4 separate regions of the Mus musculus genome follow, and all the other regions are linked to region 4. Evidence: chromatin contacts called from public Micro-C and promoter capture Hi-C data. All regions are on one chromosome and are shown on one strand. Each heading gives the region's core, a stretch centred on a gene start, on an enhancer-like site or on the middle of the called end of the contact. The rest is flanking DNA. Distances are from core to core; before and after follow the strand shown.

What was found. Promoter capture Hi-C pulls out the DNA fragments that hold promoters and counts their contacts. Hi-C and Micro-C count contacts between places; a contact is called where the count stands out from the background.
Region 1: a contact with region 4 is called in a Micro-C map of palatal mesenchyme, with 3 times the contacts expected there. The contact joins the enhancer-like site here to the promoter of Tafa2 in region 4. A contact is called at or near these places in 5 of 39 promoter capture datasets (cranial neural crest, frontonasal cranial neural crest, maxillary cranial neural crest and 2 more), 71 of 484 Hi-C or Micro-C datasets (the 3T3-L1 cell line, the AML12 cell line, the AtT-20 cell line and 47 more), 4 of 115 datasets of contacts at active chromatin or transcription factors (astrocytes, embryonic basal ganglia, embryonic forebrain and 1 more) and 2 of 9 other capture datasets (adipose tissue and liver).
Region 2: a promoter capture Hi-C map of hippocampal neurons shows a contact between it and region 4, with 6 times the contacts expected there. The contact joins the enhancer-like site here to the promoter of Tafa2 in region 4. A contact is called at or near these places in 8 of 39 promoter capture datasets (the 3T3-L1 cell line, cranial neural crest, frontonasal cranial neural crest and 5 more), 27 of 484 Hi-C or Micro-C datasets (MC3T3-E1-derived osteoblasts, adipose-derived mesenchymal stem cells, cardiomyocytes and 19 more), 2 of 115 datasets of contacts at active chromatin or transcription factors (astrocytes and embryonic forebrain) and 1 of 9 other capture datasets (pancreatic islet).
Region 3: a contact with region 4 is called in a promoter capture Hi-C map of hippocampal neurons, with 4 times the contacts expected there. The contact joins the enhancer-like site here to the promoter of Tafa2 in region 4. A contact is called at or near these places in 9 of 39 promoter capture datasets (the 3T3-L1 cell line, the C10 cell line, cranial neural crest and 6 more), 5 of 484 Hi-C or Micro-C datasets (the G1E-ER4 cell line, peritoneal macrophages, uterus and 2 more) and 1 of 115 datasets of contacts at active chromatin or transcription factors (embryonic forebrain).

Annotation. Positions count from the first base shown.
Region 1 is chr10:126,520,632-126,523,331 of GRCm38.p6, reverse strand. No RefSeq gene overlaps it. Among named protein-coding and RNA genes, the nearest start is that of Gm40797, 140 kb to the left of the region's middle. Within about 2 kb of position 1,306, at least 24 of the 459 cell types and tissues checked have an H3K27ac peak or open chromatin away from gene starts, as enhancers often do. A contact at or near this core is called in cerebellum, embryonic fibroblasts, palatal mesenchyme and 2 more, where this site is marked.
Region 2 is chr10:126,329,036-126,331,735 of GRCm38.p6, reverse strand. No RefSeq gene overlaps it. Among named protein-coding and RNA genes, the nearest start is that of 1700025K04Rik, 42 kb to the left of the region's middle. Within about 2 kb of position 1,250, at least 31 of the 459 cell types and tissues checked have an H3K27ac peak or open chromatin away from gene starts, as enhancers often do. A contact at or near this core is called in cerebral cortex, embryonic fibroblasts, hippocampal neurons and 1 more, where this site is marked.
Region 3 is chr10:126,844,322-126,847,021 of GRCm38.p6, reverse strand. No RefSeq gene overlaps it. Among named protein-coding and RNA genes, the nearest start is that of Gm24179, 5.2 kb to the right of the region's middle. Within about 2 kb of position 1,276, at least 99 of the 459 cell types and tissues checked have an H3K27ac peak or open chromatin away from gene starts, as enhancers often do. A contact at or near this core is called in embryonic forebrain, hippocampal neurons, second pharyngeal arch cranial neural crest and 2 more, where this site is marked.
Region 4 is chr10:123,262,748-123,265,447 of GRCm38.p6, reverse strand. It overlaps Tafa2 (TAFA chemokine like family member 2), which reads right to left and starts at 1,372. Exons shown (of 5, transcript NM_001252387.1): 1 at 1-1,372.

The sequences.
Region 1 (2,700 bases), core at 57-2,556, 3.3 Mb before region 4:
TTAATTCAACTGGAGCAAAGATCTATTCCATCCTTCATAAGGTATGTTGCAGATTCTTGAAGAAAATCTTGTCCTGGCGTTTCATGCAGCAGACCAGACCATGTGCACTGTTCATGCAGCAGGTTAGACCATTTTTCACTGTTCATGCAGCAGGTTATACCATTTTCACTGTTCATGCAGCAGGTTAGACCATTTTCACTGTTCATGCAGCAGGTCACAGCGTGTTCAATGTTTCTTGTTTCTGATCTATTCACATACATTTTGTTTTGAATGTTTGGTTCCTTAGAAAGAAGAGCCAAAACCAAAATGTGGGTGCAAATACTTTGTCAGGGCATAGCTTAGGTAGCAGGAGTGGGGGAGGGAGGGAGGGAGGGAGGGAGGGAGAGAGGGAGGGAGAGACAGACAGAGACATCGACAGACAGAGACACAAACAGACAGAGAGACAGAGAGGGGGAGGGGAGGGGGAGGGGAGGGGGAGGGGGAGAGGGAGGAGACTTTAGCCCCAAGCCCCAGGATTTAGCAGACATTATGCCAGGAACTAGAGAGTAGGGGTTTCTGCAGAAGGAAGTATTATTCTTAACAAGGGTTGCCTTTAATTGGGGAGGTTGAAGACACAGCTGAACAATGCCTGAAAACTACGCTGGGGAGAGGCACAGTCTGACTGCAAAATTCAACAGTCCTTACATTCCTGACCTCAAGTCCACTGTGAAGCCAGCCGAAGCTCCTTACTTTAGAAGCTGTATTTGGTGCATTTAATTTTAAACAAATATTCCTTGTTTTAAAATTACAGCCTTTTATTGGTGAGAGCGTTTGTATTCTCCGGCACTGCTCTGTCTCTTAGGAATCATAGCTTCCCCTATGAATCACCGTCATGCTTCCTCACATGGGTAAAGAGACCTTGCCTGTAAAAGGTTAAACTGCAGCATATTTTTCCTTTTCCTTCCCTTGGCAAGGACACTGCAGAGCCTTCATAAACAAAAGCCAAAATGTAGACAGCCCAGAAGTGGTTTCAGCCTTTAAAACAAAAAACAAAAACCAAAAAAATCCACCAAGCCTTTTTCCCCCCCTTCTTCTTTTAAACACGGTGAATTGAAGAATACTTCAGAAAAATAAGGAGCAGGTGGTGGCTGCAGCCTGCAGGGCAGACAGACAAACAGACAGACAGCAACTTCTCATCTGGGTGCTTTGGGACAGGCACACAGGTTTATGCATCACTTTAGCCCGCAGACATGGGGAGGCTCTGGACCTCTGTGCCCTGGAGGCCAGGGGCTCCTGACTAACATATGGGAAGGATTTAGAGATGAGGGAAAAGCCTAGGAATGAATACAGAGAGAAATTATGTGCCTAACAGCTGGAAGTCATGAGCTCCATATTAAAGAAGGATTGATAGCAAGAAATCTGGCACTCCCCTTTCCCATAGACAAATGAATGGCTTGAGGACTGAATGCCTTTCTAAGAGTCTTGACTTCTCTTTAAATGGAATGATTGTATTTGCTTTCACAAGGGATAGTTATGGCTGTATTAGGTATGGATTGGGAATTATTGAATTCAAGGATGAATTTGCAGAGACATTAATTAAGCACCTGAAAACTAATCTGCGGTTGGACCACAGCCTCATCTTTGAGGTCTTTCCAATCGAGGCTTGTTACTATCAAATGGGGATTATTACTGATCAATATTTGTCACCCAGCTTATCGTTTCTGTCACTCCTTGTCACACCAAGACACATTAGGCAACCCTCTTTTGTTTAAGAGAATAGGGGGTGCTCAGACTATTTGCTCAAATCACCCCATAATAGACAAAGACTTACACTTGGCCCAACCAACACATATGATCCTGTCCTCTGCATTGGGGTTCCTAGACCCAGGTAAGTCTCCCAATTATCCACGGAGCTTTAGAGAGTTGCAAATTCCCATTCCTCTTGGTGAGGCATACGACTACTAAATTATCTGATCTGTCCAGTTACGGGGACTGCGTTCGGGAAAACAGGATCTGAGTCTCCTCAAGCAGGACAAATTCTTCCGTGCCTTGGGGGAAGGGCAAGCATATGTTCTAAAGGCAAACACAGGGCCAGAGATGGGAAGCATTAGCGTCCACTCAACCATGCAGACTGCAAAAGACAGGGACTAGCCGCCTCATTTGGATGACTCACGTGCTTGGAAGCATGTAACGAAGCCAGATCCCAGCAGGATAAGCTGAGCAATGTTCCATCTTTGAAGGTACTGGGAAGTATCACCAATTGCCAGTGCCAAAGATGCCAGTTGATGCAGGTTAGAGATACAGCCACCTATTGTGTAACAGTGGGGTTGCTTTCTGAGGAACGCTTCCTTAGGCAGAGGCCCTGAACAAATGCCATGGGATGTGCTTACAGAAACGATGATGGCTGTGATGTCTCTTGATGCTGTGTGCAGTCTTATGGACCAGCATTGTATATGTCATCTGTCCTTGACTAAAACAGTATGCGGCATTTGGCTGGGCTTCTGCTAGAGAATGGGTCCAAACCCAAACTGAGGAATGACTATCAGACGTGTCTAATTTTTGGTTTCTGGATGAGTCAAGCATCAAAGTGAATATGGAAAATCCCAGAGCAGCCAGTGCAATCCATCTTCCTTGTTCAGAATTCAGGGAGGGGGCATATATGCTATATAAATTTAGGAAAATAAGTTTTGAGTTGTGTGACCTTTTGACCTTCTGTCAGAC
Region 2 (2,700 bases), core at 1-2,500, 3.1 Mb before region 4:
TTCATATGATTTTCAATAAGTCAGCATTACTGCTGTGGCTGATGAACTGGAAAGCCCAGAAAAGCAGGCTCGACTTTTCTGTGCCCTCTGAATCCTTTGAAATGTTTTAGAATCACTGTCTTTGAAGGATTTGTTTGTGCAGAGAGAAAGAAAAGGAGAGGTTGGGAAATGGTTTCGTATACTGTTGTGTCTGATCTAGTAAACTCCGTGTTCAGGCTTGCTATAGTGGCTAAGTCGGCCACCAAAACACCACGGGGGTTACCAAATGGCTCGGTACTGAACTTCTCAGGGCTCACTGGATATCTTAGCCCCACCCAAAAATGTATCCTGCTACATCTAACGGAGAAACAGTGTGAAAACACACAGAGAACACTTTTGTAAGATCGTCTTCTTTAAATGTCTCCTGCTTGGGGGACATCACTTGGGAATCAGCTCTATGCAAAATACCTTGTAATAACCTTTTCTGTGGAGATAGGGACCTCTAATCATATTTCAACCGCGAGATACACACACGTGCTTCAAGTTAAGGGAATTCTATTTATGCAGTTCTGAGTGTCCTTGTGGGGGGTGGGGTGGGGGAGGGAATAACTTAGGGAAAACTTTCTGCTGTCAGACAACCGTTCTCTTTTGTATAATTGTGCATGGAAAGCAAATAATAGTATAGTGCATGATTTAATGATTTAGGCATTTATTAATTCATTTTTAAAAAAGGAACCTTGAGGGTGGGGGGAGTTAAAAGCAAATTTCCTGCAGCAAGGAAACGAAGCCCTTAAGGTTATCCAGTTCATTTATCGTTGGAGTTAATTAAACAGTGACCTGGACTTTTCACACAGTAATTACTCTTGATGAAAAATTAACTACAGTCTTCCAGTAAGAAAGCACACACAGCAAGTTGTTAGAGGGTGGCTGGCCTGACCCAGGACGCTGGCTCGGCGGCCACAGTTCCTGTAGGTGGCAGTGAAGCACCGCACGAGCCGCCGGCCTCGGCCCAGACTGCGCATGCGCTACGTGAAGGGCAGGCGCTGCCCGGAGCATGCTCTGCCCTCAGGCCAGCAATTTCACTAAGTTCCTGGCTACCTACTCAATTTCATAGCCGCATCTAAATGAATCTTTTCTGAACTCAGCAGAAATACAAACTGCTCCTTCATATACCCCAAATTGTCCTTCTGGTGGAGCTGGAGCTGGCTTCTGTTTTATTTTTTCCTTTTTTTTTGAATTTCAGCATTGGCCTTATATGGAGGGAGTGGGGTGGAGAATTAGGGCTAAACCCTCCGCTTGAATTGTCAAAGCCATTTAGCTTAGCTGTGGCCCAGCCTGCTTAGGGGGAAAAAAAAAGTAAATCTATAAACTGAGGATCACAAACCTGCCCTACCCAGGAAAGATGTCCCGGAAAGCCCATAACTAGATTTCTTTCTTCTTGTGTTTTTCTTTATTCTGCTGCTTTCCTTCCTGCTATTCAAAAATAAATAAAATCCCCTACTCTGCTCAAAAGGCCAGGATGATTAGAATTTACACAGCAACCAAAACCATGAGTCATCTAGGTAACTTGCAACTTTCAATTTGGCAATAGTCTGATTCTATTTTATTATTATTATTAATATTATTATTGTAACTTGTTTTCCTGTTTGACCTTAGATCGGGGTTACTTGATAGTGTAGGGTGATGAGGATTCTGAAACTGTGTGGGTTTCTCCGTCATTTCAGGCAAAATTTCTCTCTCCTGCTTCCTGCCTCCAGTTTCCCATTCTTTTGGTGGCAAGAAGATAGACTGCACAGTGTCTCCCACATGTCTCTATGTCATGTTGCCTTGGGTCACAATACCGACTGTAGATGCGAGAAGAGTAACCCCCCTCCTCCAACCTCTACCCTGTGCACAGATATATCTAAAATGATTCCTGGGACTTCACTGTTGATATAGCTTGTACAAAAAATTTTATAAGCAAGATCCGGCAGAAAATAGACAGTCAAAGCAATTTATGGACTAAGTAAGAGGTACACTGGAAATAAAATTGAAGTTTAAAGACAAAGAAACTGGGGAAAGAAAAGACAACGGTCTAACTAACAGTCCACAAGGCATCAGAAGGGTTTAAGAAAAACACATCTTGACGTCTGGGCGCTGAAGGAGGTAGGAAAGGGGGTGACTGGTAGTATTGAGCCAATGCCTCTCAGAATTGGAAGAGCGGCAAATCAAAGAAGATTCTGGGAAGATGAAGGATGGGGCCTGCCGTTGAGCATCAGGGAGATTAGCAGAGCAGAGAGCTGGAGCCATGGTGAGTGGTAAAAGAAAGATTGGGGAATCTGGCAAGGGTGGCTGACCGGGTACAATTACAGGGTTGACAAATGGGCTGAGAAGAGAGAGGGGTTGAGAGATGGGGGGGGGGGGGGCATCTTAGAGATCATCCACAGTAAAGCCAATGCTTTTGTATTCTCCAAGGCTTTAGATAAAGACACATTTATGTGGAGTAAGAAAGAGCTCGTAAGAGGAAATTCTATGTTAAGAAATTTCCACTATAATAAAAACCACACATCTACCAAAGTGGGTGATAGCTCTGTGAGCCCTATGAGTCCAAGACCTGATTAAAATCAACAGGAGTCTAGAACTACTACTAACGAAGAGGAAGCTAGCCAAAAATGTCAGGGCTTCATTCAAACTGCAGTACGAGGTGGAGTTAGTTCTCTTTGTTTGATATTAGTGATGGAA
Region 3 (2,700 bases), core at 27-2,526, 3.6 Mb before region 4:
TCCTCTCTGTCTGATCTTATCTAGAGACTGTCTCTAGGCACAGGTGCCCTACCTTATCTGGAGGATGACCCTGCACAGAGCTTCCTGTAAATGCTACTCCATTCAGCTCCGAGGTCCTGCTCAGCCCTTACTGTGAATGATAACGAGGTACAGCACTTCCCACCTGTAACCCCCCCCCCCCCAAAACCTCTGAGCACAGTCACATAGTCTATGGCCAGATTATAGGTTAAACACTCCCCCTTCCCCACTTCCATTGAACCTGAACATGCCTGGCAGGTTCTTGGAATTCTTCTTCATGCAAAAGAAGTATTCCCACCCTACCTACCCACTCCTCAAGATCTATATAAACCTTGTTCATCCCCAATAAAGTGGAACTGTCTCATTGAAGTTGATCCTGGAAGTCAGTCCCAGCTGTTCGAGCCCTACCCCACCCCCACCCCACTTCTGCTTCCTTCGTGCTTGCTGGCTGGTGGGCAACAGCCCTGGGGAAGAAGGGGGCATCACATTCCTGCTGCTTGCTGTTCCTGATGTAGAACTCTCAGCTACCTCTCTAGCACTGTGTCCGCCTGCATGCTGCCAGGCTTCCTGTCTCGAAAACAGTGGGCTAAACCTCTGAAACTGTAGGCTAGTCTCGGCTAAATAGTTCCCTCTATGAGTTTCCAGGAGCACGGTGTCTCTTTGCGGCGAAGAGCATGGTCGATGATAGCTTGTATTCTGAGCTATGCTGACTTTGGCTCAACTGGAATGCTATATTAAACAATTAACAATTACATAAAAATATATCACAAACTGTTTATAGCCCAGGGTCTTGATATGGAAACCATATTCCTCAGTATGAAGCTATCACAGAGCCTTCTTTATGGGTCAGCAGCCCTTTACCTGTGAAGTTTGTTCTGTGGAGTCCTGCTTTCAAGTCTCTGTTTATGAACTTTCTCCATGTCCCACACCAGCCTTTTCCGGTCTCTGTAGCATCAGATTCCCTGTTGGAGCTAAAAAAAAAAAACAAAACAACAACAAAAAACCCCAGAACACAACAAAGTCCCTGAGGGTGGGACCCAGTCATCTCTTCTTAAAAATCTCCACAAGTGCTCCTAATGTGCAGCTAGAGTTGAGACTCCGTGTTTTAAATACCAAATTTTCATTTCAGTGTTGCTACGGTGATTTGTTTCCTCCAAAACGGTTCTGCAAAGAGCCTGTTGCTAACCCTCGAGAAGTAGGGAATTGGTAGCTGGCTTGCTCAGTGCCTGAGCTCTGCCTCTCTCAGCCTGGAGCTGTGTGCAGGCTGCAGATTGCATTCTATTTACTTGCCTGCTGTTCAAACAGAAGAACTCTCTTATTTGAATCTCTCTTAGGATGAACAACTTCCCCATTGTGGACTAATCTGAAGACAAGAAGTCCCATTAGGCAGAAGCACAGACCCTGGGATATGTCCGTGCTATTAACAGTCTATCCATTTCTGCTCTTGCAGTTTTGTGGGGGTGTTTCCCTGCCTGATGCAGGCCACCGACAGTTTTTTGCTTTTCTTTCTAAGAGCCGGTCAAAACAGGCTGGGGAGTCTGCAGCAGACATCAGCCGGAGGAGGTACGGAGAGGCCAACTGCCGGTTAGATTTAATAGGCTTTAAAAGGTTGCCAGCTGAGAAAGGAGTTATGCCACTGCCCAATTATCTCCCCTCCTCCCCTGTTCTGGTGGCCTCCATGCTACCAGAGAGAAATAAACTATCCTAGGGAGGAGATTTGGAAGTCTTTAGAACCATTTGCAGACTCTTAGGTTAAATATGCGGAATTGCGCCCTTTTGTCACCGGAGGTATCTTTTAGTGCACTAAGCATTGGCTAATTTTTTTTTTTTTTTTTTTTTTAGTGAAATGTATACATCCAAGTTACTCCCTCCCCCCCCCCCCCCCCTTTGGGTCAGATGCGTACATATTGTTCCTGAACATTCCTCCCCGGGAGAAAATGAAAAACCATATTTAAAAATGAGGAGGAGGAGCAGTAGGAGGAGGAGACGTTGACTCTGAAATCCTGCCTAATCCGAACTGTGAAGTGGGCCAAGTGAGTCTTTAAAAAGAACAAATGCGGGTTAGAAAAGAACAAATGCGAGCACGGAGCGGAGTTCTCAGCACCCTCCTCTAGGGGGCGCAAAACTTCGTGTACCGCGAGCTTCCGGACTGGCCAAAGCCTCCTCACAGACACATAATTAAAAATAATAGAAGTTAAAAGAAACCATACCAAATGTGGTGTAGAGAGAATGGCTTATGCATTATGTGGCAGCATCTCCTGCTGATGGCCTATTAGCTCAGGCAGGAAATAGAAGGTGGGACTTCTGGCAGAGAGAGAAGGAATTCTGGGAAAGAGTCAAGAGAAGAGCATTCGTCCTGAACTTTGAGGAAGTTGGATGCATGAAACTGAGGCGAGGTGACCAGCCGTGTGGTGGCAGACATAGAATAGAATAAACGGGTTATGTAAGTTATGAGCTAGTTGGGAATGCGCCAATGCTTATGGCAGAGGTGTTTATTCATAAATAAGTCTCAGGATCATTTTTTCTGGGTATGAAGAGGCCGAGTAGAAAAGCTTGTGGCTACGATGTGGGTCAATGATAGAAAACTCACATATTATGCGTGAAGCCCTAGGTCTGATACACAGGGCCACAAGCAAAGCAACCTGAAACAAAAGTTACACAGAAGTCATCTTGAATTCAGGT
Region 4 (2,700 bases), core at 123-2,622:
AGATGCCGGTCCGCTGGCACCATCCAGGGGCATAGGGACCTCAAGTCCGCCGGTGTGTGTTCGCAGAGGGCGAGCGAGTGTGAGTGCTGCCTCCTCCGAAGGCTAAAGGGGGGCTCGGCAGCGTCTTCACCTACAAGCTGGGGTCCCCCTTCCCCGAAGCAAAAGGAAGGTGCAGCGCGCGAGGTCGGTCCCCGGGCTCTGCTCTTTATCCCACAGTGTCAAAGTAATCGGAAGGGTCGTCGACCGAGGGGGAGAGCCAAAGTCTCCGCAGCCCCCGGCGGCGCCCGCGGTCGCCCGCTGTCCCCGGCGATGCGCTGCGCGCGGTGGTGCGCTCGGCTCCCGCGACTGCGAGGATCCAGGCGGGCTCCAGCCACCGCCGCTCTTATTCCATCTCCGGTTTGTTTGCTTTGAGCGGCGAGCGAGGACTTTTCCTCTCGCCCCGCGTCGGCTCTCCCTTGCACACAAACGCGCGCGCTCACACGTTCCCCCTCTCCCGCCCTCCCCCGGGTTCTCTAGGGAAAGGCAATTGGACGCGGTGATTCACCTTCAGCAGAGCAGCCTCCGCCGCCGAGCACACTCCTCGAGTTCCCCGGCTCTCCCAGGTCTGCAGGCTCCCGGTGTGGAGCGGTTCTGAGCAGGCTCGCGGGCTGTGCGCTCGGCCGGCGTCCTCCCCGGGAGACGCCTGCGTTCCCGCAGCTCGCACTCGGGTCCCGCGGGTGCCCTCTCGGACACCTGGGCGCCGTCGAGTCGCGTCCACTTAGCAGCAACTCCCGGCCAGCTGCAGCCCCTCGATCGCGCCTCCAAGTGCAGCCGGTAGAGCTCCTCGCATCCCACCCGCCGCCACTCTCCGCATCGTGTGCTCCAAGGGAGGGAACCCCTCTGCTGTCCCCCCAAGTCACGAGCGCGCCGGCACCTTCACCACCTTGGAGGTGCGAGTTCCAGCAGCAGACACAAGCGAGCAGGTGTCGCCTGTGTCACTTCGCCAAAGGCGGGAGTGAGAAAGAACGGAACAAGGGGAGGGGCCCGAGGAAACAAATCCAGATCACCAGAAGAAAAAAAAAAAAAAAGCCAAAAAATAAAATAAAATAAAATAATTTTAAAAAGCAATCAAAGCTTCTCCCTCTCTGAGTCCCACCACAAGCTCTGTACTGTTAAAATACACTAAAGATAATGTTCGAAAGTCACCCCAACGGGCAGAGCCCTGCTAGTCCACCCTAGACCCCTGTTCCACTCAGCGGGCTGGCCGTTGGGAGCGACTGGCCCCACTGTACAAAGCACAGAGAAGGCAGGCAAAGATGGGTTCTGACACTCCAGGCTGAGTTAAGCAGTAAAATGGGACGGCTGGACCGGGAGGCTTTGACTCCCTCTGTCTCCCTCCCAATTCTGTCAGCAGTGGCTGCAGATGCTGAGAGCAAACCACCTTCCTGCAGAAAGAAAAAAAAAAAAAAAAAAGTATAAGACAGCAAACGTTGCAAATGCTGGACTATGTCTCCCTCTAGCGGTAAATCTGGATTAGAACGCTTTGCCGGCTGTCACGGAGACTCATAATTTTTCTTCCAAAAAAATAAACAAGAATTTTCTTACACTATCCGATTTAAGAGGATTTTGAATTTCTACAACTAACAAATTCTGACAGAGTCAAAGTTAAGGGGGTTTTAACACAATCCCATGATAGCATATTCATTGCTAAAGGAATATCCTAACTTTACAGAGATTTCAGAGACAGATCCTAGAAGGTCATGTCCTTAAGGTTTGGCCAAATTGGGTCCTGGTTTAAGCGGTGTACATAAGATCTTCCAAGAAAGGACTTCTTAGACTCAGCTCATTTTGATCGTGCTTATGAATGAGAAAACATTTAAGCTAGTGGTTAGGATAGTACGAAAAATGAGTAAGACTTAGACACAATGAGAGAAAATGTCGACTCTGGAACGCTTACTCAGGGATCTTGTCTGTAACTGACTCCTCTCTCGTTCCACTAGGTTAATTTTTCAAACTAGCTAAATTCTCCCCAGGTCTAAGTAGTTGTGTTTCCCCAGCCCTGAGTCATTGAAAGATTAGCATAATTCTTTCCACCATCTATAAACTACCACTTATTACCATAGTTACTAAGAACTAAGGAATATGTTTTAGCTGGTGATTTTATGGTAACATAATTTAGCCTTATTTTCTATCTAAAGGGTTTTATGTAGTTGATTTGGGAGGGCTATTTTAACAAAGCATTCCTGCAAATTTTATTAAAAAGATTTGTTACGTCAGACACAACTAAGCTAGGCACACCTGTAACTTTGCTGTTTAGAGTTTGTGAACATTGTCATTTAGTGGGAGGTGTGCCTTAGGCATTTGTGTGCTTTTAAATAGAAAATATGTATCAAGGTCATGATTAAACAGTTTTCTATTCATTTTGAATTTTTTATTTATTCTTTTCTAACTTGATCATTGTACTTAGTCTACTCTTTAAAAAAGGCAATAATTTACTTTTTCAATTGGGAGTAACTGAAGCAATTTCAAATAAAAATCCAAAACAAAATAATATAGGGTTTTGAATTTTAATCGATTGTATCTGGTAGGTTTGTGAGACTCCGGGGCATGGCAATCATTGTGCACAACATATCTTCAAATGACCTCTTTCAAAAGACCAGTGTCTCGTATGATTAAAGACTTTTATTTTATCACAATTACATGGTAACTCATTTCCTGGGG